Linked DNA regions of Anser cygnoides: region 2 is linked to region 1. The links are chromatin contacts, called in public Hi-C maps. All regions are on one chromosome and are shown on one strand. The core of a region is the stretch at or near the end of the contact, and the rest is flanking DNA. Distances in the headings are between cores, read along the strand shown.

Region 1 (7,169 bases), core at 1,613-4,112:
GCACCCAAAGCTGTGCAGAGGTGACGGCACCTTGGGTTTGGGCTGCGCACAGGCTTGGCAGACGGGCAAAGCACCGCTTCCCTCTCGGCTCAGCGTCCCCCGGGCGTTACCTCGTGCCGAGGCAGGGGGGGGCCCAGCTCTTATCTCAGCCCCCGGCAGAAAAACAAGGGGAAACCTCACAGGCTGGCAGACAGCCCTTATCGCGCCGCCGCCGCTTCCTTCCCCCCTGGCACGGCCCTGCCACCAAGCACTGAGCCGCATTGTCCCCACGGGGACAACAGCAGGCGCCCCGAAACCTTCCCTGGCCCCCGCGGCGCCGCTCGCGTCCCATCACTCCCCGACATCAAACCCTGTGTGGTGGGGGGGGGGTGGGAGCAGGGGTCTGCACCCGTTTGGGGGGAGGTAGGCACATTGCCATCCCGTTGCCACCGCGTCCAAAGGGACACGGAGTCGGTTTGAATCTGGCAGCACCCAAGCGCACTGCCATGCCTCAGTTTCCCCGTTGCTCAGAGAGCGGCGAAAGCAGCCAGAACTGGGGAGAGCCAAGGTGCTAAGGCCACTCTGGACAGGAATGGTACAAAACCACCCAAAAATCAGCATTTTGGGGGTTGCCCAGACGGGGAGCGTGCTTTGCGGCAAGGCGAGTGCAACGAAAGCGTCAGTCCTCAGCCATCCAGGGGGCCGAACAGCCCCGGGGGTGGAAACGTGCCCCGGCCCCAATAACGCCCGATGACGACAACGTCGCCGTGAGGCTTCCCAGCCCACCCGTTGCACAACCAGTAATTGAGCCCAGGGCTCTGCCCGGATCCCAAATCGCAGCCTGGGTTTGATTAGCCGCAGGCACGAGGGTGAGCGCGTGCACCGGGGCGGCCGACAGCAGCACCCCGCCACCCTGCAGCACCCACCTGGGGATGGGAAAGGGCTGAAGGGAAAAGGCCCTTTCCCCTCCTGGCTTGTGCAAAAAGCTCCGTTTCCAGACCCAAAATCTCCTCTGAGCGCTTGCCTCGAGCCCGCGCTTCTGCCTGAGAACCGTGCAGGGAGGAAAAGCTTCAACTGCAGGATTTTATCGCTGGCAAAATCTGTTTTCTTTCTCTCTTTCTTTTTTTTTTTTTTAATTCCTCCCCTCTCCCTTTCCCTCCTTGTTTTTGCACTTTGCACATGGCTGGAATTCACAGCTCCGGGCTTGAGTCCCTGCTCATGCAGGGGGGGTCCGGTCACAGGGGTCTGCAAATCCCCTGTGGGGCTCCAAAGCACCGGCGCGGGCCAATTCCTGGAGTCCGAGCCTTCAGCCAATGCTTTCACTCCGTTTCCTGAGGAAATGAGGCTTTTCGGAGATCCCCCATCCCGCCTGCCTGCCCCTGCGGCCCCCTGAGCAGCTCCAGCCCAGCCCGGTCTGAAAACAGCAGGAAAAAGGGCAAAATGCATCCGCCCCCCCCTGCATCGCTCCCCGTGCCGTGCTGCCTCAGCCCCGTATCAGCCATCAGAGAATCCACGCCGAGCTTCAGCCCCCCAGAGCCCCCCCGGGGCTGCCACAGCGCATCCTCAGGGGGTGGCCAGAACCCCCCCGCCTCAATTTGGGGAGAATCGGGTTTGTAGGTATTTACCGCACCCATGTTACCCGCCCCAGTGTCAAGCAGCACCCACAGGCGCTCCCACCCCTTGCTTGCAGAGAGGGGGGAACGCCCTTTTTTTTTGGTCAAAAAGGGGTGTTTTTGGTTTTTTGTCTGTTTTTTTTTTTTTTTTTGGGGGGGGGGGGGGGGGGCGGGTGTCCCAGCTCTAAAGTTTGCTAAAATCGCATTACAAACCCACATGGGCTGGGGGGGGGGGGGGGGGGGGGGGGGGGGTGGCACCCAAGGGTGCGTGCAGGGGGACGGGGCGGGGGGGGGGGGAACCAAGCTTTAACCCCACGCCCTCAAAACTCCCCGCAAGGCCTCAAAAAAGCCTCAACCCCCCCCCCCCCCCAGAATTCGCTTTTACAACCCCCGCCCCCCCCCCAAAAAAAAAAAAACCCGTGCTCGGGGCCGGGGGGCCCCTCACCGCGGCCTCGGGGCGCCGCCGCCGCCTCCCGGGCGCCATTTCGGAGCGAGCGCTGCCCCCGCCGGCCCCGGCGCCTCCGCTCCGCGCCGCCCCCGCCCCGCTCCCGGCCCCGCTCCCCGCTCCCCGGCCCGGGCCCGGTCCCCCCCGGCCCCCCCCAGGCTCCCTCCGCCGCCCCCCCCCCCCCCCCCGCGGGCGGCCCCGCCCCCGCCCCGCACCCCGGGGTGCCCCCGGCGCCGCCGCGGCCTGCGGCCGGCCCGGCCCCGTTACCGGGGATGCCCGAAGGGGATGGGAGGGGAGGGGGGGGGGATAATTAGCAGCTGCTTGCGTTAATGAGGGGGGGGCGCGGGGGAGTCGGGGAGGGGGGGGGGGGGCAGCCGGGTTTGGCTGGGGCCGGGGGGTGCAGGGCAGAAAATGTTGAAAAGCTTTCAAAAGGAGCAAAAAGGGGCTTAAAGCGGGAAAATATCACTACCATCATCATCGTCGCCGCGGGGGGGGCGCCCCCACCCGCCCCGATTCACGCTGTGCCCCCCCCCCCCAGCTGCTGGAGGGGGGGGGGGGGGGCACCTCCCTGCGCCCCCTCCCTCAGAGCCAAGGCTTGGGGGGGCACCCACAGAGCCCAAGGGCGAAGCGGGGGGGGTCTGGGGGGGGGTGGGGGAGGCTTTGGGGCGGGGGGGGGGCCCGCACTCACCATGGCTCCGAGCCCCGGCGCTGCGCGCTGCGGCCCCGGGGCGGCGCGGGGCGAGGATGCACCTGGGCCGGCAGCGCCAATGGGGCGGCGGGGCCGCGCCTCCGCGCCGCCGTTAACTCCTTCGGGGGCCGGGGGGGCGCCGGGGGGGCGCCGGGCGAGGAGCACCCGGCGAGGAGCACCCTCCCGGGCGAACGCGGTCCCCGCTGCGCAGTGGGTGCTCTCAGCTCGGGGATGGGGAGAGGGGGGAACTGGGGGCTGGGGGAGGAACTGGGAACTTGGGAGGGGGGAACTGGGAACTGGGAACTGGGGGGGGGGGCTCGAAATTGAGGGGGGAACTCGAAATTGGGGGGGGAACTGGGAATTAAAATAAACGAGTGTGCAAGCGCGCAAAGCTGCGAGTGCGTGGGCATGCAGCTGTTCGAGCAGCCGCGTGTGCAAGCAGCCGTTGCACAAGGGTGCAAGGATGCAGTCGTGCAAGGAAGGCTGCGGGCATGCGTCTGTGCAAAGCGGTTTTTGCAAACAGCCAAGCGTTGCTTGCGGTTGTGCAAGGTGGTGAGCGTGCAATTGGTCAGGCATGTGCACACACGACTGTGCAAGCACACGAGCACACGATCGTATGCAAGCTGGCAGTTGTGCAAGCATCCAAGCGCATGATGGTGCAAGGATGCGAGCCTGCAATTTTGTGTGCATGCAAGCGTGCAGCCTTACAGGCGTGCAAGCGTTCGATTTTGCACACACGCGAGCACGGTCCCCCAGGCACTCCCGCAGCCCCTGGCTGCAGCCTGGTCCTCCCATGGGTTTAGCAGCCCCTCAAAGGGTTTGGGTTTTTTTTCCCACCCACGCTCTGAGCCTGGTTTTGTGCTCGCCGCAAGGAGTTCCCCATCGCGCGGCTTTCTGTGCGCAGGGCTAACGAGCTCTCCACCGTGCTGCCCTCATTAGCTGTCCCACACGGCTTCCCACGGGACGGCGGGGACGGGGCCACGCTGCCGCCCCCAGCCCCTGCCCCAGCCGGGGGGCTGAGCACCCACACGCTCAGCGCACGCATGGGGCCCGGCCCGGCGGCACCCCGAAGCCTTCAGGGAGCGGATTTTTGGGCTGAGGCCGCCACCTTCTGGGAAACCACCGAGAGCTCCACGGCCACCCACGGGTCCCCCCAAGACGTGGCCGCCTCCGTCCCCACCAGAGGGAAACTGAGGCCGGGGAGGCCGGCAGCCTCCCGAGGCCGAAAGCAGGGCCCCGGGCCTCGACCCTGAGCCGTGTCCCGGCACGCCGGGGCGCGTGGCCAGGCCTTGGCACGCCGTCCTCGTGCGCCGTTTGCACGAGGAGCCACGAGCCGGGACGTGTCGGGCTGCAAACAGCCTCCTGTTTATTGTAGGACCTACCGCAAAACCCCGCGGGGGTGCAGGCGGCCGGTGGGGGCACGGAGGTGAGAGCGGGCCCCGAGTCCCTCACCCCGACCCCAAAACGGGAGAGGGTCTGCATGGGTGAGCGGGGACAGAGCGGGGCAGCTGGGGGGGGGCTGCTCAAAAGGGGAGGGGGGCGAGGGGAGGGGGAGCCGAGCACAACCCCAAAGCAGACACCAGAGACTCCACAGCTGGGGGGGGGGGGGGCACCCCAAACTGTTGCAACACGTCCGCCCTCGCTGGCTGGTTTTTGGGGGGGGGGGGAAATTAGGCACCCCCCAGGACACATCTGCCCCCCCCCGCACCCCTGTATCCCCCAACGCCCCCCCGCGCACAAGGGGCTCAGCACCCCCAGCGGCGCTTGTCCCCCCCGAGTCCCCCCAGTCCTCCCAGTCCTCCCAGTAAAACCCGGCAGAGGGCACCAGTAAGCCCAGTTTGCTGCCTCCCCCCCCCCTCCACGCGTCTCCCCCCCCCCCTTTCCCCGTGCTGGCAGCGGGTGGAGGGTGGAGGAAGGGGAGGAGGAGGAGGAGGCGAAGGCCGGGGCCGGGGGGGATTTAAGGGCTCGCTGTCCCCCGCCCGCCTCCGCTCCGCCGGCCGGGAGGGACACGGGCGACAGCGCCCAAGTTTGTGCGGGGCCGTCCCCGGGCTGGCGGTAAGGGACCCCCGCGGCCACCGGGAGAGACCCCGGGCAGGGCCGGGGGGCCGGGGGCGTGTGGCGGGGACACGGGGGCGCGGTGGGGACACGGGGGCGCAACAGGGACGCGGATACGGGCTGGGGACACGGGCGTGCGGAGGGGGCGCGGGGGCACCGGGGGGGGACGCAGGGATACGGTGGGGACGCGGGCATGTGGTGGGGACAGACTTGCAATGGGGACATGGGCGTGCAATGGGGACATGGGCGTGCAATGGGGACACGGGTGTGCAATGGGGACACAGGCGTGCAATGGGGACACGGGTGTGCAATGGGGATGTGGAGGGGCAGTGGGGACACGGGTGTGCAATGGGGACACGGGTGTGCAATGGGGACGTGGAGGGGCAGCGGGGACACGGGTACGCGGTTGGGATGCGGATGTGCAGTGGGGACACGCAATGGGGAAAAAGATGTGCCCTGGGATGCAGGCATGCAAGGGGACACGGGCACGTGCTGGGGACATGAGGTGGGGACATGGCATGCAGCGGGGGACGTGGGCGTGCGGTGGGGACACACATGCAAAGGGGGACACAGACACGGTGGGGACAGGGACATACGGTGGGGTCCCAATGTGCAGTAGGAACGGACACATGTAATGGGACAGGGAGGTGTGATGGGGACAGGGACATGCCATGGGGACACAGACTCAAGACGGGGACCCCGGTGTGCAATGGGAACACAGATGTGATGGGGGACGCAGCCACGCAACGGGGACAGGGACACGCGATGGGGACACAGCCGTGTGGAGGGGACCACGGCATGCCTCGAGCACACCACGTGCAGTGGGGCTGGGGACGTGGACATGCAGCAATGGGGCACCGGTGGTGGGAGCGAGGGGGGGGGGGCGTGCCACCGTCCCCCAACCCGGTTGGTGCCAGCGAGGTGACGTCCTGCAGGAGGGGGCTGACACGTCCCGGTGGGGGCACAGCCGTGACCGTGCAGGGAGGGGACAGTCCCCTCCGTCCTCGCTTGGCTGAGCCCGGGGGCGAAGGTCTGCGTGGGCAGAGCAGGGAAACTGAGGCACGGGGAGGGGAGGGTGCTGAGCCCCCGCAGCTTTCTCCCACCCAGCCCCTGCTGCTGGTGCAAGGAAGACAAGCGTCGAAGGGCACGATGAAGGCTTTCCTCCTCACCCTCCTGGCCCAGCTCTGCTCGGCATCGCTGGTCCCCGGTAGGTGGGGTTTGGGGGGGCTGTGCCCCGGCAGTGGGTGCGTTAGGGTGCCGCTGAGCCCCGTTGGTCTCCCTGCCCCCTGGCAGAGAAGGAGAAGGACCCCGAGTACTGGCGGCAGCAGGCACAGGAGACGCTGCGCGACGCCCTGCGGCTCCAGCGCCTCAACCAGAACGTGGCCAAAAACCTCATCCTCTTCCTGGGCGATGGTGAGAGGGGGACCCCCCAGTGGGGGGCTACGGGGTGCGGCGGGGGGCAACGGGGGGCTGCAAGGATGGGGCAGTGCAACAAAGGGGGCGCAACAAAGGGGGTGGTGCAACAAGCAGGGCATTGCGATGTGTTGGGTGCTGTGATGCGTTGGGTGCCATGGTAAACTGGGTGCCACAATGCATTGGGTGCTGCAGTGCACTGGGTGCTGCAATAAGTTGTGTGCTGCAATGATTTGGGTGCTGCGATGAACTGGGTGTTGTGATAGGTTGGGTGCTGCAATAAACTGGGTGCTGCAGTGAACTGGGTGCCGTGACAAATTGGGTCCCTCGATGAACTGGGTGCTGTGATGAACCGGGTGCCTCAACGAACCGGCTGCTGTGATGCGTCGGGCGCTGCAATAATTTGGGCACTGCACTACACCGGGTGCTGCAATACAGCGGGCGCTGCGGGGCACTGGGCGCACGCCGCCATTTGGCGCCTGGCCCGTGGTTGGCGGGGCGGTGACGGGGCGCCCACCCCGCAGGCATGGGCGTCTCCACCGTCACGGCCGCCCGCATCCTCAAGGGGCAGCTGCAGAACCGCAAGGGCGAGGAGAGCCTGCTGGAGATGGACAAGTTCCCCTACGTTGCCTTGGCCAAGGTGAGCCCCCGGGGCCGGGCCCTGGCTCCCGCGGGATGGGGGCCGCACGCCGCAAGGTCGCGGGCAGGCGGCCGTCATCGACCGGAGCCGAAATTAGGTCACGGGCGGGCGAGCGGAGCTGGCTCACGCCCCACGCCCGGCCGCCGTGCCAGGGCTCGGCCCCGTGGGAACGGGGGGGCAGGACGAGGCTGCCCGGCCGTGGGAAGCCGGGACCCCCCCCTCCCTTCTCCTGGGGCTATTTTGCTGAAGAAAAGGCTTTTTTTATTAAATTGCAAGTCCCGGTTGCCTCCTTTCACCCCATCTCTGCAGGGGATGCTTGTGAGGGTGCAAAAGTTG
Region 2 (7,169 bases), core at 3,270-5,769, 55 kb before region 1:
AGGAATTTCTTGCAGAAATCTCCCCCTTGTATAACACTTGTCTTCTCGCTCTAATAACGCCACAAAACCGAAACACTGCAAGATCTTGTGCACTTCTACACTCAGGCAATGAACAGCCTGAAAACAGGTAACAAGGCACAGAACAGGCGTTCACGAGTTTCTCTGCTCCGCTGGTCTTCCCAAGACCAAAAAGGGGGGTGGGGGGGGGAACAACACCATTCTGTTTTTTCTCCAAAATAGATTCATTTTCCCTCAAACGGCGCTTCTCACCTAACCTCATTTTCAGCAGCTAAGAGCCATTTTATCCTTAGCATTCACTGACGGCCTCTTCCCTCGCTTCCAGCTTACTGTTAGAAGCACGCATCTTCTCACACGAATAAAAATATCTGCAAGGACCCAAGGGCACGTATGCAAACACGTACACAAAAACATTCCAGAACTAATGACTTTTATCCTCGCGTAGAAACGGGGCAAGTCTTCCACCCGCTACCCCCGGGGTTACACAACCCCGATGCGTGTTCCCGCCTGCACCAGAACCGTGCGTTAAGCGATTGAAAAAGCCAAGATAAAGCTTTCGAGCGAGATTACGGAAGGGCAAGAAACCACATCAAATTCAAGCCTTCAGCACTTCTTTCAGCATTTTGGTACAAGGAATTTGTAAAAAAAAAAAAAATCCTTCACCCAGGGAGATATTCGGACAGCACGGAGCTGGTAAAGGGGCGCAGCTCTCTCCCGTCGCCCCTTCTCTATTTAAGGTTCAGTTAAAAGGCTGGAGGGGAACGTGCCAGCGGCAGAGGCACCCAGTTCCGCGGGTTCAGAAACCGCGTGCCTAACTTAAAAGGTGAAAAGGGAAAGCAGCAGCTGGCTGGCACATCCTCGGCACCCCCTCCTTGGCTCCCTGCCTCCCCCCGGCACAGGGTGAGAGGCCTTTTGGGGGGCGCGCTCCCCCTTACCTGCTGCGAGCTGGGCTCGGGGCTGCCTCTGCCAGGCGCACTGCCTCCCGCCGGCACGGCCCCGCTGCAGGGGTCCCTCTGCTCCGGCACCGCACGCTCCGGAGACGAGCAGGAGCCAGCCTCACGCTCTGCTCAGCGAGCTCCCACAGCGCAAAATCAAAGCGGGCTGGCGTCCTGAGAAAGCGAGCGTAAGCTAAAGAGAGAAATTCACCTACCGCTCGCTGCGTACAGAAATCCCGCGGCCCTGCAATGTTCTGGGATTGCAGAGCTGGGAACCCTTCGATGCTCCCTGTCGGAAGGAGAATTAAAGCACAGCACAAGCTCCGCAGTTAAGAAATTCTGCAAATCATTTCTCTCCACTTTCTGCTCCAAAGTAACCGCTTGCTACACCCAAACGCAGCAACAGGCACCACCACAAACACGTTTGTTTCGCGTGTACTTCATGAATCAATTTTCCCTTCAAAATAAATTCCTCTCCTGACAGGCTGCCTTTCAGAAGCCAAGGAAAGGAAACCCAGTAAGAGCCACTACAGCCTTTGAAAACAACAAGCCCTACCAAGTGACGTGTCACATGTTAAGCACAGAGCAAAAAATGCTGATCAAAACAGTGCCACCCGCCCTCTCTGCGACGAAACACTTATTACAATCGAACAAACTTCATCCAAGGAAAAGTCAAGTTGCAACACAAATGATTCTAAACTTTGGAAAAGCCAGGATCACTGCTGCCCGTGCAACCACAACTCAATCCCCTGTGTATATGCAGGATCAAGCCCTTAAGTCCCCGAGCTCACGCTGGTTTTCCCCTGCTGTCCCTGCCTTCCTCACTCCTCCGACTGTCCTACAGAAATCTAGCACCTTATACACATCATAGCCACGCAGCCTTACCAATAAGAAACGTCAGACAATTAATATCACAAAAATCAAAGCCAGCCACGGTTCAGCTACCCTGGGAAATGTTTAAAGGCTTAGGAAGAACCCGATGAGTGCTCAGCCTCTCGTAACCCTTCCGCTGCTTGCATCCCGTGGCACTTCCAGCCCTGAGAAACGCACGCTGCCGGGCATGCAACAGCCCCTGCCTTGCACAGAATTTGTTCTGGGGTGGATGTGGGCTTTGTTCGTCTGGCTGGGAGTTTTTTGTTAGCACATTCCTGCTGGGGGGACCATGCTTATCAGTCAAACGCCAGAAGAACAGTCTTCGTGTTAAAGCAGTGGTTGTATTCTGGTTTTCTTAGATGGCTTCAGCTTGTCTCGCGCAATGAGATTAGATGTCAAAATAAAGTACAATGCAGAGCACTGAGTGTATCACAGGTCACAAAGGATCGCAGGGTCGCTGTTTCAGTATTTTGTGTTTACTGTTATTTTAGTGGGAAAAAACATAAATAACTTTTTTTCTGGCATGAGCACCCAGAAATATGGTCAGAAGTTAAGAGACGCAGGTGAAGAATTCCTTAAAAAGCCTTGTCATCTTTACACCAATCCTTAATTCCAACATTAAGAACATACTACTGACTAGTTAAATGCTTTAAAAAAATAAAAGAACACGTTAAAAGATATTTGTAAAATGGCAGCAGCAGGGTTTATGGTGAGGACACTGCCTAAAATTACTGAGCTCTGTAATGGAACATCATCACGGCCCTATTCTTGTAAATAGATGCAAACCATACTGCAGGATTCGCCGCCTTCTGTAATTACTTATAGCCAGAAGGATTTTAAGGCAAAAGCCATTATTAAGCTTGTTTCAACATTTTATGGCCTAATATAAAGATCCTTCCTGCAACATGTGGAGTCGATGTTCACAACTGAATTGCCATTTGTCAAACATATAAATTTTAAGTGGATCAATGAAGTGTTTGTGTAAACCACCTTTTTAATCCATCATGTTATTTTGTGTATTAAACAGTAATACCAACATCTCTTTAAGTTTTCATTTATGAACTATTTTATACTTGCAATAAATGCCTTAAATAAGCGTGTCTTTTGCTTTTGTATCAGAAACGTACTTACATAAATATTGTTTATGCTTCGCACAGTCTCACTGGTTCCTTTATGAGCTGCAATTGCCTCCTCTGAAATGACTGACTGCAGGACTCCCCTCGTTCCCCGGCCGCTCTATCTGACGATAATGGGAAGCGATAAGGCTCCTCCGTCCCTCTTCAAAGCATCATCTCCCCAGCTGTGTCCAGAACAAAGCTCTGCAAGCATCGAGGCCGTCGTTCCTTACCCCACATTACGCCATATGCTCAGCGAATACTCTCCCTTTTAGCAGAACTTTTCTTGAAATTCATCTTAAGCTATTTACTTAATTACATATCATTAATCTGGGTACTCGCTTTCAAATAATCCCAAACTCTTCCTCTCCCTTCTGCCTGCCACATGTCACCTGATCTGGGCTTACACCGAACTGAACAGAACAGGGCAGCAGCGAGGGGGTTCAAAAGGAAAGGGGCACGCGGATCCCCAGGAACCGCGCCGGCCGTCGGAAGACGAGCTTCCCGAGGCTCCTCGGAAAATTACAGCTTGAAAAGAAAACGCGACCTTCAAAGGCCTCCTGAGAGGCGCGACCTCCCTTTCCTTCTCCTGGCGTTGCCACTGCTCCTCAAGCTATTCGGATTCCTCCTCTGCTTCCTCGGCGGGTTAACGCCGAGCGCTGCCCCGACTGGCAGGTGCTGGCAGCCCCGGCCACGGAAGGACCGCACGCGAGGGTGGCACGCGATGCCCGGCTCCGGAGGCAGCGCTTCCTGCTGCCGACCCGTGCTGCAGCTGCACCGCAGCGGCCCCGTTAGAGCGCACGGTCTATTTATACCCGGGCACATCTCCGCGTCCTCCAATTTACGCACTCTTTTAAATACCCATTCCACAAAACCTCTCTTCCTGAATTCTTTCTTCCCACGCACACCCATGCCGCACCGTGCCTCTCACTCACCTCCCTACCACTTGCAGGCGATACGTCGCGCTGCGCTGCGTTTTTTTGCGCTAGCAATGCCTTTGCAACCCTTTCAATACCAAGGCAGGAATCTGAGATCCTACCTCCCATCTGGCTAATCATTAATGATGATGAATTACATCAAGCCTTTCGTCAATCTACGATGCAGCCCAGGCAACACCGCCCGTGTAACACAGCACTTGGCTGCTGAGCACCACCCTTCCTTTCAGCCTTCGGTCCACGCGGGATGCGTCTCACAGCCAAGCCCAACAGGAACGCCCGAGTGAGGCTGGGGGTGAGATAACAACAACAACAAAAAAAACCTTTGTTGCAAATTAACTGTGTTTCCAGGATCTCATTCACTCCACAATGCTTTCAAATAAAAATTGGCAATATTAAGAGCACCAGCTGTAGGCAGCTGCAATAGTTACACCTGCAGACAAGCACCTAATTATCCGGAGCTCATTACTTTCAGGCTCAGTTTTGCATCTCTAAATTAAAAAGAAATGGAGACAGCTCACCAGCACGTAAATCATCCGCAGACCTCACCTCACCCTGATGCATTTCATTCAGCCTGCAAGCCGTCAGGAGGGAGTTATCAGGGGAGCTGTCAGCCAATGTACCAGATCAGTGCAAACGCCACAAAAACCCCATCAATTACTTTGTCTAATACAAGTGCGTTTCTAAGGGCAACTTGATTTTGTTACTTAATCTCCGTCTTTTTCAACTGCAACCCAAGTGCTGAAGTAAATCGCTTATTTTTGACCTGGACAGCGTGTTTGGGGTGGAAAAAAACACCTCTAAGCCCTGTTAATCCTGCTGGGGCTTCCTTTAAGTGTGGTGTTTTTGGGGACGGGGCTGGAAGCGGTGGCTGACGCGAGCAGCGTGCCTGAGTGTTTGTGTAACCACGAACTTTGTCCTGTGCCCGTTCTCACTGAAGCATCTGCAAAATTTTTAAAGCACACCCCAAATAAGGCTGCATCCAGGTTTGGACCAAACCACAAAACACTGGTTTAAAAGCAGTGCCACAAAGCCACCCCGCATCACATCTGCGCCAGGTCAGGCGACACACGGTGAGCAGAGGGCCAGAAAGCAGCTCGTGCTCACGCGTGGAAACCTTCACTAGCTGACTTGCTCTAAAGCATTTGTGTAACGGTACACTTTCCTCCATAAAACAGCAGCCGCTGCCATTTTTTTCTTAATTCATATTTTATTCTTACAACATATGGACCCTTCTAAGAGATGGAAAAGTCAATAGATTTCATCAGCTCCTTTCAGCTGGAAAGTCATGGTATTGCCTCTCCAGGGAGGCAACGGCATCGTGGGGAATGTGCCGATGCAGCCTTAAAATTCCATTTCATTTTAGGAGTGTTATTTATGATTGTGCATGTCCACGTTAATTATAACTCTCATTATGCTGCAGAAAACAGGCTACGGTCAGGAACACGGCACAGCCCCATTAGTCTTAGCAGTCCTACCCCGCTTGGCCCGCGCCCCTGTGGCTCACAGCGACTGCTCCCGGTCCTCCAGCTGCAATCCAAGCCAAGTCTCACAGAGAAACCAAAATATTACGGCGGGAGAAATGCTCGACAGGGAGCTCGGTGACAAGCATGAAACTGGTTGAGCTCCGGAGGCTCTTCCGTACGGTACAGAGGACAACCAAGGGCCGCTATCCCAAGGAGAGAGGCCTGGTGGAGCCTGTACTCCAAAATACACCCACAGAAACCAGAAGCAGAGATGCATTACGCCCAGGCAGCTCTGAACAGCAGAGCATCAAAACCCAGGCCCAACCATCCCAATGCCAGGAAGCCCGCGCCTTGCAAACTGGGCGCTGCCACTTAATATTACATGAAATTGCTACAGAGCTTATTTGCCAAGCGTGCGGGGCTGTGCGACTCCACGCAATTATTATGAAGCTTTCTGGTGCTTCTTGCTCAGTTACGGACATGGCTCTTCACTTCTGCATACTGAAGGCAAACCTGGATTTTTGCTCGTCATCTAAAGAGGACGTACGCTAAGACATCACTTCCTTATTTCTTACACCGTTTACGAACCGATAGATCCACGCAGTCATAACAGCGGGTACATTTATGAGCATCCTACAGCGTGACTGTGCACCTTTACAGATGGTTCGTATGGATATGAAACTGGGAGGAGCACCCACATCTCCCCAGCGCGGGTTTGGCAGGAATGGCACACCACCAGCTACCAACCACGTGGCTGGTGGAAAATCACATCAAATCTGACGAGGATCACAGGACCCAGGGCAAACGTGCATCTCCCTACTACCAGAAATGGGGTGACATGCTCAGGGAACCCATTCCCAGCTGGCTGTGAGGCCAGCCAACTGCAAAAAGTCAGGTCGAGACACCAGAGAGAAAATGTTCAAAGAAAACCTCTGAGGTTAGCAGAAGACAACGAAGGTAAGGAAATCCCAGCTTTTAGTTGTCCTCTGCATGACACAGCAACTCCGTATCTGAACTCTCAATACTCACTTTCTAACACTCTCAGACTTTTTGTCTTTTGAAATCCAAATGCAGCCCTAGGTTCCTTTCAGGGAAGGAATTGATTCCGAAAAACAGCAACTCAGGTGGCTGGATGCAGTCAGAGCTATTTCAAGCAAGCTGCTAACCTGAAAGAGAGGACAGACAAGACTCTGCTCGAGGCTCCTTGGGGGAAAGGAAGTCGCAGATAGCATCTACCAGAAGTCAGGTGGCATCAAAGGAAACGAGCACGCAATCTAAATAGCAGGCGCCTGCAGGCAGAAGGACACCAGGCCAGAGAGGTAGCACTAAGCTGCCAGCCGGCAGCAGCGCTGCCCCAAGAGGTGCTCCTGGCCTCCGTCCTGGCCTCGCTGCCGCTTGCCCGGTGCCAGCGTGAGCACGTTCGCAATAAAGTGACCCTTTTCTTCCCAACCTCATGCACCGCCTGGCCACGCTGAGTGCCAGCATAAACGGATGAGCTACCAGATGGGACCAGGCAGGAAGACAGAGACAGGGAGGTTGCACCACAAAACGCTTCTGCTGCAGCTTCCCTCGGTGCATCCCTAGCATATGATGCAAGCCGCGGGGACGTGTCCGCTCCGGAGGTAGCTGCTGGAGCTAACTGAAACACACCACAGTGCCCCTAAATGTTATTACGACTCTAAGCCTCTGTATAAAACGTTTTCTCCAGATGCTTTTTTCCCCTTCACTCCCAAATGAGAATGCAAGCGGATCCCCTGAAAGAAATCATTTTCCTATAAAAATGGTAATAGTTTAAGCTTTCAGTAACCAAATTCACAGCACGACAGA

What was found. Hi-C and Micro-C count contacts between places; a contact is called where the count stands out from the background.
Region 2: a contact with region 1 is called in a Hi-C map of liver, with 7 times the contacts expected there. The contact joins the enhancer-like site here to the promoter of ECE1 in region 1. A contact is called at or near these places in 2 of 7 Hi-C or Micro-C datasets (both in liver).

Annotation. Positions count from the first base shown.
Region 1 is chr23:488,296-495,464 of Taihu_goose_T2T_genome, reverse strand. It overlaps ECE1 (endothelin converting enzyme 1), which reads right to left and starts at 2,862. Exons shown (of 18, transcript XM_066981981.1): 1 at 2,726-2,862. The coding sequence starts at 2,728. ALPL (alkaline phosphatase, biomineralization associated) reads left to right here and starts at 4,623. Exons shown (of 12, transcript XM_066982249.1): 1 at 4,623-4,780; 2 at 5,873-5,987; 3 at 6,074-6,193; 4 at 6,718-6,833. The coding sequence starts at 5,930.
Region 2 is chr23:544,516-551,684 of Taihu_goose_T2T_genome, reverse strand. All of the region lies in intron 1 of EIF4G3 (eukaryotic translation initiation factor 4 gamma 3), which reads right to left. Among named protein-coding and RNA genes, the nearest start is that of EIF4G3, 36 kb to the right of the region's middle. Within about 2 kb of position 4,519, at least 1 of the 3 cell types and tissues checked has open chromatin away from gene starts, as enhancers often do. A contact at or near this core is called in liver, where this site is marked.